Linked DNA regions of Mus musculus: region 1 is linked to region 2. The links are chromatin contacts, called in public promoter capture Hi-C maps. All regions are on one chromosome and are shown on one strand. Each heading gives the region's core, a stretch centred on a gene start, on an enhancer-like site or on the middle of the called end of the contact. The rest is flanking DNA. Distances are from core to core; before and after follow the strand shown. Region 1 holds the start of Acp2 (acid phosphatase 2, lysosomal). Region 2 holds the start of Nup160 (nucleoporin 160).

What was found. Promoter capture Hi-C pulls out the DNA fragments that hold promoters and counts their contacts.
Region 1: a promoter capture Hi-C map of pre-B cells shows a contact between it and region 2. The contact joins the promoter of Acp2 here to the promoter of Nup160 in region 2. A contact is called at or near these places in 3 of 39 promoter capture datasets (erythroid cells, neutrophils and pre-B cells) and 1 of 9 other capture datasets (liver).

The regions. Positions count from the first base shown.
Region 1 is chr2:91,200,331-91,204,690 of GRCm38.p6, forward strand. It overlaps Acp2 (acid phosphatase 2, lysosomal), which reads left to right and starts at 2,582. Exons shown (of 11, transcript NM_007387.2): 1 at 2,582-2,718; 2 at 3,271-3,366; 3 at 3,910-3,996. The coding sequence starts at 2,605. It also overlaps a transcript of Nr1h3 not described here.
Region 2 is chr2:90,674,861-90,678,715 of GRCm38.p6, forward strand. It overlaps Nup160 (nucleoporin 160), which reads left to right and starts at 2,355. Exons shown (of 37, transcript NM_021512.2): 1 at 2,355-2,610.

The DNA.
Region 1 (4,360 bases), core at 1,332-3,831, 530 kb after region 2:
TGGCTGTCCTAGAACTCTCTATGCCAGGCTAGCCCCAACCTCAGAGATCCACCTGCCTCTGCCTCCTAAGTACTGGAATTGAAGGCATGCACCAGCACATTTTATATTTTAAAAAGGGTTGGGATGTGGGGCTGGTGAGATGGCTCAGCAGGTAAGGGCATGTGCTATCTATCATGCTGGACCACCTGAGTTTAAACTTTGGGACCCACATTGTGGAAGGAGAGCATGGACCACTGAGAGTTGCTGTCTGACCTCTATACATGCCACGCACAAATAAATAGATATTTAAAAAAAATAAACAACAGATTATATATTAACCCAAAATCAGAAAATTTCAATTTCAAACTAGGTGTGGTAATATATACTTTGTACATTTCAGAAGTGAGGCAGTAATAAGTTCAAAGCTAGCCTTGGCTACACAGCAAAACCCTAATCCTGTCTGAAAGAAGAGAGGGAGGTTGAGAAGAAAACTGCTGAGTTGGGCAGAACGCACTTGTAATTCCAGAGCTCAGCACGTGGTAATAAGAGGATCAGAAGTGGGAGGCCAGCCTGGGCTATATAAGACCCTGTTTCAAAAGACAAACAACAACAAAAATAAGCAAATGAATTTCAATCCACTCTCTAAACTGTATACGCTTAGGCAAACTACTTTTCTCTGGGTTGGTTTCCTAACCTTATAAGTTGATGGAGGATCTTTGTGAATCACTTGACATTATATGCAAAACTATATTCTGTGTTCATGTGTAGACACATTTTTTTTGGAGAGAGGGCTAATTTTTCATGTGATTTATAGGAAACCTGTGATTTAAACAGTTAAGAAATAGCCAGGCAAGGTGGTGCATGCCTTTAATCCCAACACCCAGCCTGGTCCACAGAGTTCCAAGACAGCCAGAGCTACACAGAGCAACCCTGTCTCAAAAATCAAAATAATAAGAGAGAAAAGAGAAAAGAAAATTAAGAACTGAGGCTGAGGGGCTGGTGAAATGGCTCAGTGGGTAAGAGCACTGACTGCTCTTCCGAAGGTCTTGAGTTCAAATCCCAGCAATCACATGGTGGCTCACAACCACCCATAATGAGATCTGACGCCCTCTTCTGGTGTGTCTGAAGACAGCTACAGTGTACTTATAATAATAAGTAAATCTAAAAGAAAGAAAAAAAAAAAAAGAACTGAGGCTGCAGGCTAAGCAGCTAGAAGTATTGGCAACTCCTTCAGAGGAGGGCTCAGGTTCTATTCCCAGCACCCACACAGCTGCTTAAAGTCTACAGGGGATCCTATGCTGCCTTTTTGCCTCCAAGGACACTGTATATACATGGTTCACAGATATACATGCAAGCAAAACACCCATACATAGAAAATATTTTGTTTCATCATTGTTTTTTCCAGACAGTATTTCTCCATGTATCGCTGGCTGTCCTGGAACTTGCTCTATAGACCAGGCTGGCCTACATACAACTCAGACATCTACCCCCCTCTCCAAGTGCTGGAAGTAAAGGCATGCACCACATAGATTTGTTTGTTTTTAAGTTTAAAACTATTTAGTTTTGAAGCCTTCTTATTCTCCCCAAGTCTTTCTCAAGGTGACATCGAAAGTAAAGTTTAGGCAGTAAGGTACATAATTTTATTTGGAGTCCTGGGACAGTATCAATTCTGATCAGATTTGCATTAAAGCATATCAAGGGCCCAAGATCTCATCTGCAACTGTGTGTCACTCTAAGGTTTGGAATCACAACATCCAGACACCCAACTGGCTGCCTGCCTCCAAATCCTAAAGGCTAATGTCTGGAGGAACTCTGATTCTGTGGCAATTCCAGTTATATGCCTGCATCAAAACTGATGTAGTTTTCTGAGATTCCTCCCATAAGAATTCAATGTAGTGGGTTTGGGAAATCGGAACATCCTATGCAATCCAACTCCTCCTCAAACATGACGTTTGAGTCTAATTTAATTTAGAAATCGGTAAGCACAAGAAAAGAGCTGAAAAAAACTGGGGAGTACGAAGGTTTGTTCAGGACATGAATGGCAGACTAGACTGGATCTACCTCAAGGACACAGGGAGTCCAAAGGGCTGGTTACATGCAGTACCCTACATCTCAAACAAGCCCGCTTATCGGAACAGTGTCTAAGCCAAGGCTTACACTAAACTACACACCCAAGAGCAGAAAGTTAGGCTCTGTACTTCCCCACACCTTGCCCCAGTTTTGCACCAGCCGAGGCTCTGGGATCATTTTCAGAAGCATTCCTCAAAGCAGGCACTCGCTCTCCAGGCCCAGACCCCAACCAGGGCAAGCACCAGCTTTGTAGAAGAAGGGGTAAGCCTGACCTAGCGCCTCTACAAAAGCGAGGTGTTTAAGCCTTTTCTGCCCGGAAGGTCGCGCAACAGTCCCACCCTCGTTCATCACCGCCAATCGCAAACCTTCTCCATTTGCATTCCCTCCCAAATTCCGCCTTCTCCCACCAGACTTTCTCATTCCCGGTCTCCCGCAACCCAAAGAAAGATGGCGAAGGCTGCACTTCCGGCAAGTGTCCTTACGAATGCATCCGGGCGGCTGCAGCAGGTACCGCCCAAGGCGTTCCGGCCTCTTGCTACACAGCCTACAACAGTGATGGCCGGCAGACAGACTGGTTGGAGCCAGGCGGCTCTTCTCCAGTTCCTTCTTGGCATGTGCCTAACGGTGATGCCACCCATACAGGCCCGGAGTCTACGCTTTGTTACCTTGGTAATGGGTGACGGAGTCACCAACGGGTTCGCCAAAGCTGAAAGGGCAAAGGCCGGCTGGTAGAGGGAGGGGCAGAGCTTGTGTTCTGGGGCCGGGGTCTCACTTCTCAAGGAGGAGAAAGAACCGGTTTAGGAAACCGCTGGCCCATAGTGGGTTGTGCGGCTGGATTAAGAATTGATTTGGAGCCCTAGGCTATTTTTTTTTTTTTTTTTTTTAGGGCAGGACGACCGAGTAGGAGATATTCTTCCCTAGGATGGGAATTTAGTTAAAAGGTTGAAAGTCACCCATAAAGACGACTTTGATCTTTGTTTTCCCAGTCCCATTGCCCACTTCCTCCCCCAGAAGGCGTTGCTTTCACTACTCTTCTACCTGTGCTTTGGGGCTTTACCTATTATCTCAGGTTACATTGCATCGCCCGAACTGGGGTCTTTTTTCATCGCTCAGTAGAGAAAGATGGAGTGAAATTTCCTTTCCTGGCATGTGCAGAGGTGGGTCCTGTCCTTAACTAGAAGACCCTTCTGATTCTATAGACACACCATTTTCTTTGCTCAGCTGTATCGACATGGAGATCGGTCACCAGTGAAGACATATCCCAAGGACCCCTATCAGGAAGAGAAATGGCCCCAGGGATTTGGTCAGCTAACCAAGGTGGGTCAAAAGCCAACCTGCAAGGTCTCGGGATATGCTACGGAATGAATCACATCTGGAGCACAGAAACTGGGGCTCCTTAAACTACTAGCTTCCCACATGGGTTCTGATGGACCAGATGTCTATTTTGTTGTTTTGTTTTTGTGGTTTTGGAAATTAAACCCAGAACCTTGTCTATGCTAAGCACAGTGAGCTACATCTCTGGCTATGACCAGATTTCTTAACAACTCTGTGCAGGGGACAGTATCATTACAACTGGCCACTTCTGGAATCAAATTCACCTCTTGCCAAGGGAAGAATGCCTAAATGCCATACATAGGACTTGTGGCTAATCCCCTCTCTTTGGACTTTTTTTTTTTTTTTCCCCAGGGGTTGGGGATTTGGGGGAGGTTTAAGACAGGGTTTCCTTGTGTAACAGAGCCCTGGCTGTTCTGGACTCACTTTGTAGACCAGGCTGGCCTTGAACTCAGAGAGTGACTGCTGGGATTAAAGGCCACCATGCCCAGCTCCTCTTTGGACTTTAACTCTCAGGTTTGCCCACAGGAAGGGATGCTACAGCACTGGGAGCTGGGCCAGGCCCTGCGGCAACGCTACCATGGCTTTCTGAACACCTCTTACCACAGGCAAGAGGTAAGGTTGGGAGTTTGATTGGCAAAAGGACTGGGATCTTTGGATTATATTCTGACTGCAGAGAATCTAAGGATGAGCCTGGGCAGTCAAGGTTCCCTCTTGAACTTTTGGTCCCTGGACAAGACATCTAAGAGCTGTCTAGAATACGGCTCTGGAGTCTGAAGTGTCTCTGCTTGTCTGGGAAAAGACAAAACTGACCAGGGGTCCAACTTAGACATGAGGAAGGGTCTGATAAAGTACTTTCTGACTCTGAAACAATAAATAGGCATTTTGTCCAAGACATTTATTGTCACCTGAGGGCCAAGCACTGTGGTAATGTTTTTCCTATGATGGTATACCATAGAGTTATGATCTCTATAATAGA
Region 2 (3,855 bases), core at 1,105-3,604:
AGATAGATAGATAGATAGATATTAATAAACTTGTTATTATAGGTCTGTAGAGATGGCTCAGCAGTTAGGATCCCTCAGTGCTCTTCAGAGTACTTGGTTCCATTCCCAGCACCCATATGGTATCTCACAACTGCCTGTAACTCCAATTCCAAGAGATCCAATTCCCTCTTCTCACCTCCTAAGGTACCAGGCGTGCACATGGTCCATATGTACACATGCAGGAATTCACACATACAATAAAAAGGAATGAATTGTTTAGAAGAATTATAAATTATGTAATAAAACATATTAATTATAAATTATTATGCCACAGCTCACATGTGGAGGTCAGAGGACAATTTGTAAGAGTCAATTCTCTTTTTTTAACCTTTACACGGATTCTGAGGTATGAACATGGGTCATCAGGCCTACATAGTAGGCATTTTACCTGCAGAGCCATTTCATATTCATATGTAAAACCTACAATGGGAATCTATAGCAGGGCATGGTGGCTCACGCCTTTAATCCTGATCCTTGGGAAGCACAGACAGGTAAAGCTCTGAGTTCGAGGCCAGACTGCTCTACAGAGTGAGTTTCAGGGAAGCTCGGGCTGCATACTGAGACCTTGGCAAATAAAGAAACAAGAAAACAAAGAATGTATTCAGGTCTTTCAGCACTGAGCTGTAAGGAAAGACAGTTAACATTAATGCAAACTATTCAGGAAGAAAGGAAACATCTTTAGACCATGACACAGGCATCTCAGACACTGCTTGCCTGGTTGTCCTGTGATATTTCAGCCATATCTTTACTGTAACTATCTTGTATAATAATTACCATACCTTACCATTATCTCTACTTCCCCTTTGCAACCCCCACTAAACTGAGAGAAACTCAAAAGCAGAAAACTTGAAATTTTTGTAGTGTTTAAAGATATTTTAGTTGGGTGGTGGAGAAACACCTTTAATCCAGCACTCGGGAGGCAGCAGGCAGGTGGATTTCTGAGTTCGAGGCCAGCCTGGTCTACTGAGGGAGTTACAGAACAGCCAGGGCTACACAGAGAAACCCTGTCTCGAAACACAAGAAAGACAAGGTATCTGGCTGCTTAGCCTATTTTGGGGGATCATTATAACCCAGTGCCCAACATGCAATCAAGACTGAAAAAATAAGTGTGGGACAAACCAATATGCTTCCAGGAACTGGAAAGCTACTTACTATGATTAATAGAACAGCATGAAGATAAAAACCAATATTTAAAAATCTAGAGAAATAGAAAAAAATAATAAGCCCTTTGCACTGTGGCTAGATCTCAAGTCATTGCTATTATCACTTTTGAAAGTCACTGGCCAAATGACAGGAAACCACATTCCTGGAACCCCCGAAATAAAGTAATTACATTGAAAGTGCTCACTGAAAAATAACACTAATTTCCACTGAAAGAAATTATTCCACTGAATAATTCAATAATTTCCATCGAATTACCACCCAAAAAAAGTCACTAAGTTCGGGCAATGTAAAGTGTTACTGTTAACTTACTGCAATTCACCTTGAATTTACTGTAACATGAACCAAAGGTCAAAGACAGCTTGAAGCTTGGAAAACATCACATCTCAAGTTCTATTCAGCCATAAACAAGAAGAAAATCATATCGTTTGAATGAAAATGGTTACGTTGGGGATCATCATTATTATTAATAAAGGAAGGCACAAAAATGCAAAATCTAGATTTAAATATATGTATACATGACATAAAAGGGGAGGGGAGGACTATTATTTGGGAAGAGGAAGGGGAACAGTAAGAGGGAAAGGGAGGACAAGATTTGCTAACAGGTGAATGTGAACAAAGTAGGCTAAAGTACATGTATGAAAATGTCATATGATGTCCATCATTTGTAAAATGAATAATAACATTAATAAAAAAGCAAACACACACTCTAATAAAATCTTCTGCCTACGTCTGTGAGACAGGGTTTGATGTAACCTAGGCAGGCCTCACACTTACTATGTTGCTGAGACTAGCCTAGAATGCCTCCACCCTCCAAGCACCCAGGATGACAGGTGTGGGCCACTATTCCCAGCTTCATCATGGACCCCCCATCACCCTCCTTTGCCCTTCTTCCCAACTAGTTCCTCTTCCACTTTCATGTCTTTTCTATCTGTGACCCACTGGGTTTAATTAGAGTTGCTTGAATGAGCATGGGAGGGAGTCTTATTTATAGGAGCACCGGCAACTAACCAGCAAATACACCACTGGAGAAAATTACTCCTCCCTCACAGCAGCCACTGACTTTACCTACGGCTCCTCGGGGAGCGATGGGGCCTCAAAGTCCAACCCCCACCACGGAATGTTGACAGGCCCTGTCTTTTGTGTAGGTAACCACAGTTATGATCTCACGAGAGCAGCCACCATGCTGTGTCCAGGAGGCAGTGTCGTTACAGCACACCTTCCCGTTCATCTTGCATTCTTTCTGCCTTGATAGAGATTTTGAATATGTGGGGGAAATGACACTAACAACAAGTTCCCCAAAACATATCTCATTCACCTAGACCAGGCTGGCCTTAAATTCAGAGATCTACCTGCATTTGCCTCCTGTGTGCTGGGGTTCAAGATGTGTGCCACCAAGCCGCACAACAGGTAATCTTTTAAAAAAATATTTTTTAAATTGTGTGTGTGTGTGTGTGTGTGTGTGTGTGTGTGTGTGAGCTTCCCTCTCAAAAAAAAAGTCTCTGAAGCAGAGATTTACACACAGGAAGGAGCACACAGTGTGCTCACAGAACAGCATTGCTAGGGGAGTGAAGAAAGCAGGATTAGGCAGAGAAAACTGAACTGAAATTGACCAGGATGGACCTAGATGGAAGCAAGGGACCAGGACCTTAGGCTTCATCTTGATCCACTGAGATGCATCCACTGAGTGCAGACATAACTCCCTTTTTGCCAAGTACAGAAGGACAGGGGTTAGCAGGGCTCTAGGGGAGACTTTATCTTAGTGAGATTTAGAGGAGTAATTTAGTAAAAATGGAAAAATTAAAGATGCTAAAATGAGGAATAGACCGAAGGTCAAGGTAGGGAGGGTGTCTCTCTATAAGTTCAGACACAGTTCAATGTACAGAAACAGAAGCATAAGGCTATAATTGCTGGTAGGAAAATATGGTTGCAGGGCAAGTTGTCTTCTTTTGTGAGGAATGGGGACGTCAAGACAGTTTCTGTTGCCCTGGTTGTCCTGGAACTCACTCTGTAATGCAGGCTGGCCTTTAACTCACAGAAACCCACCTACCTCTGCCTCCTGAGTGCTGGGATTAAAAGCTGCTTTTTGTTTGATTTGAGCCAGGGTTTTAGGCAGCCTCAGGCTGGCCTTGATCTTGACATAAATTGGAGGATAATCTTGAACTCCTGATCTACTTGCTTCCAAAAGCTGCTGTCAGTGTGCCACTATGCCCACTCGGCCGACTTCAGAGTAAGCTAAGAATGAGTGGGGGTGAGGGCTGGAGACATGGCTCAGCGGTTAAGAGCACCGACTGCTCTTCCCAAGGTCCTGAGTTCAAATCCCAGCAACCACATGGTGGCTCACAACCATCCGTAATGAAATCTAGCGCCCTCTTCTGGTGCATCTGAAGAGAGGTGTGGGCAGTGACAATCACGAAATAGTCATTAAGGCAATAAATGGTCAAGGGAAATGCAATTGCTGGGGCAGAATTATGGAACTTCGCAATGTTGTGATTCTGATGGAGTTGCCAACGAACATGTTCAGCTGTAAGCCTGAAGTTGTAGTTTAATTTATTTACTCATTCATTTACAAAGTCTCACTATGTAGCCCCAAACTGGCTCTGAATGATCAATCTTCAACCTCCAGAGAATACTGACCGATCCCAGAAAGAAATT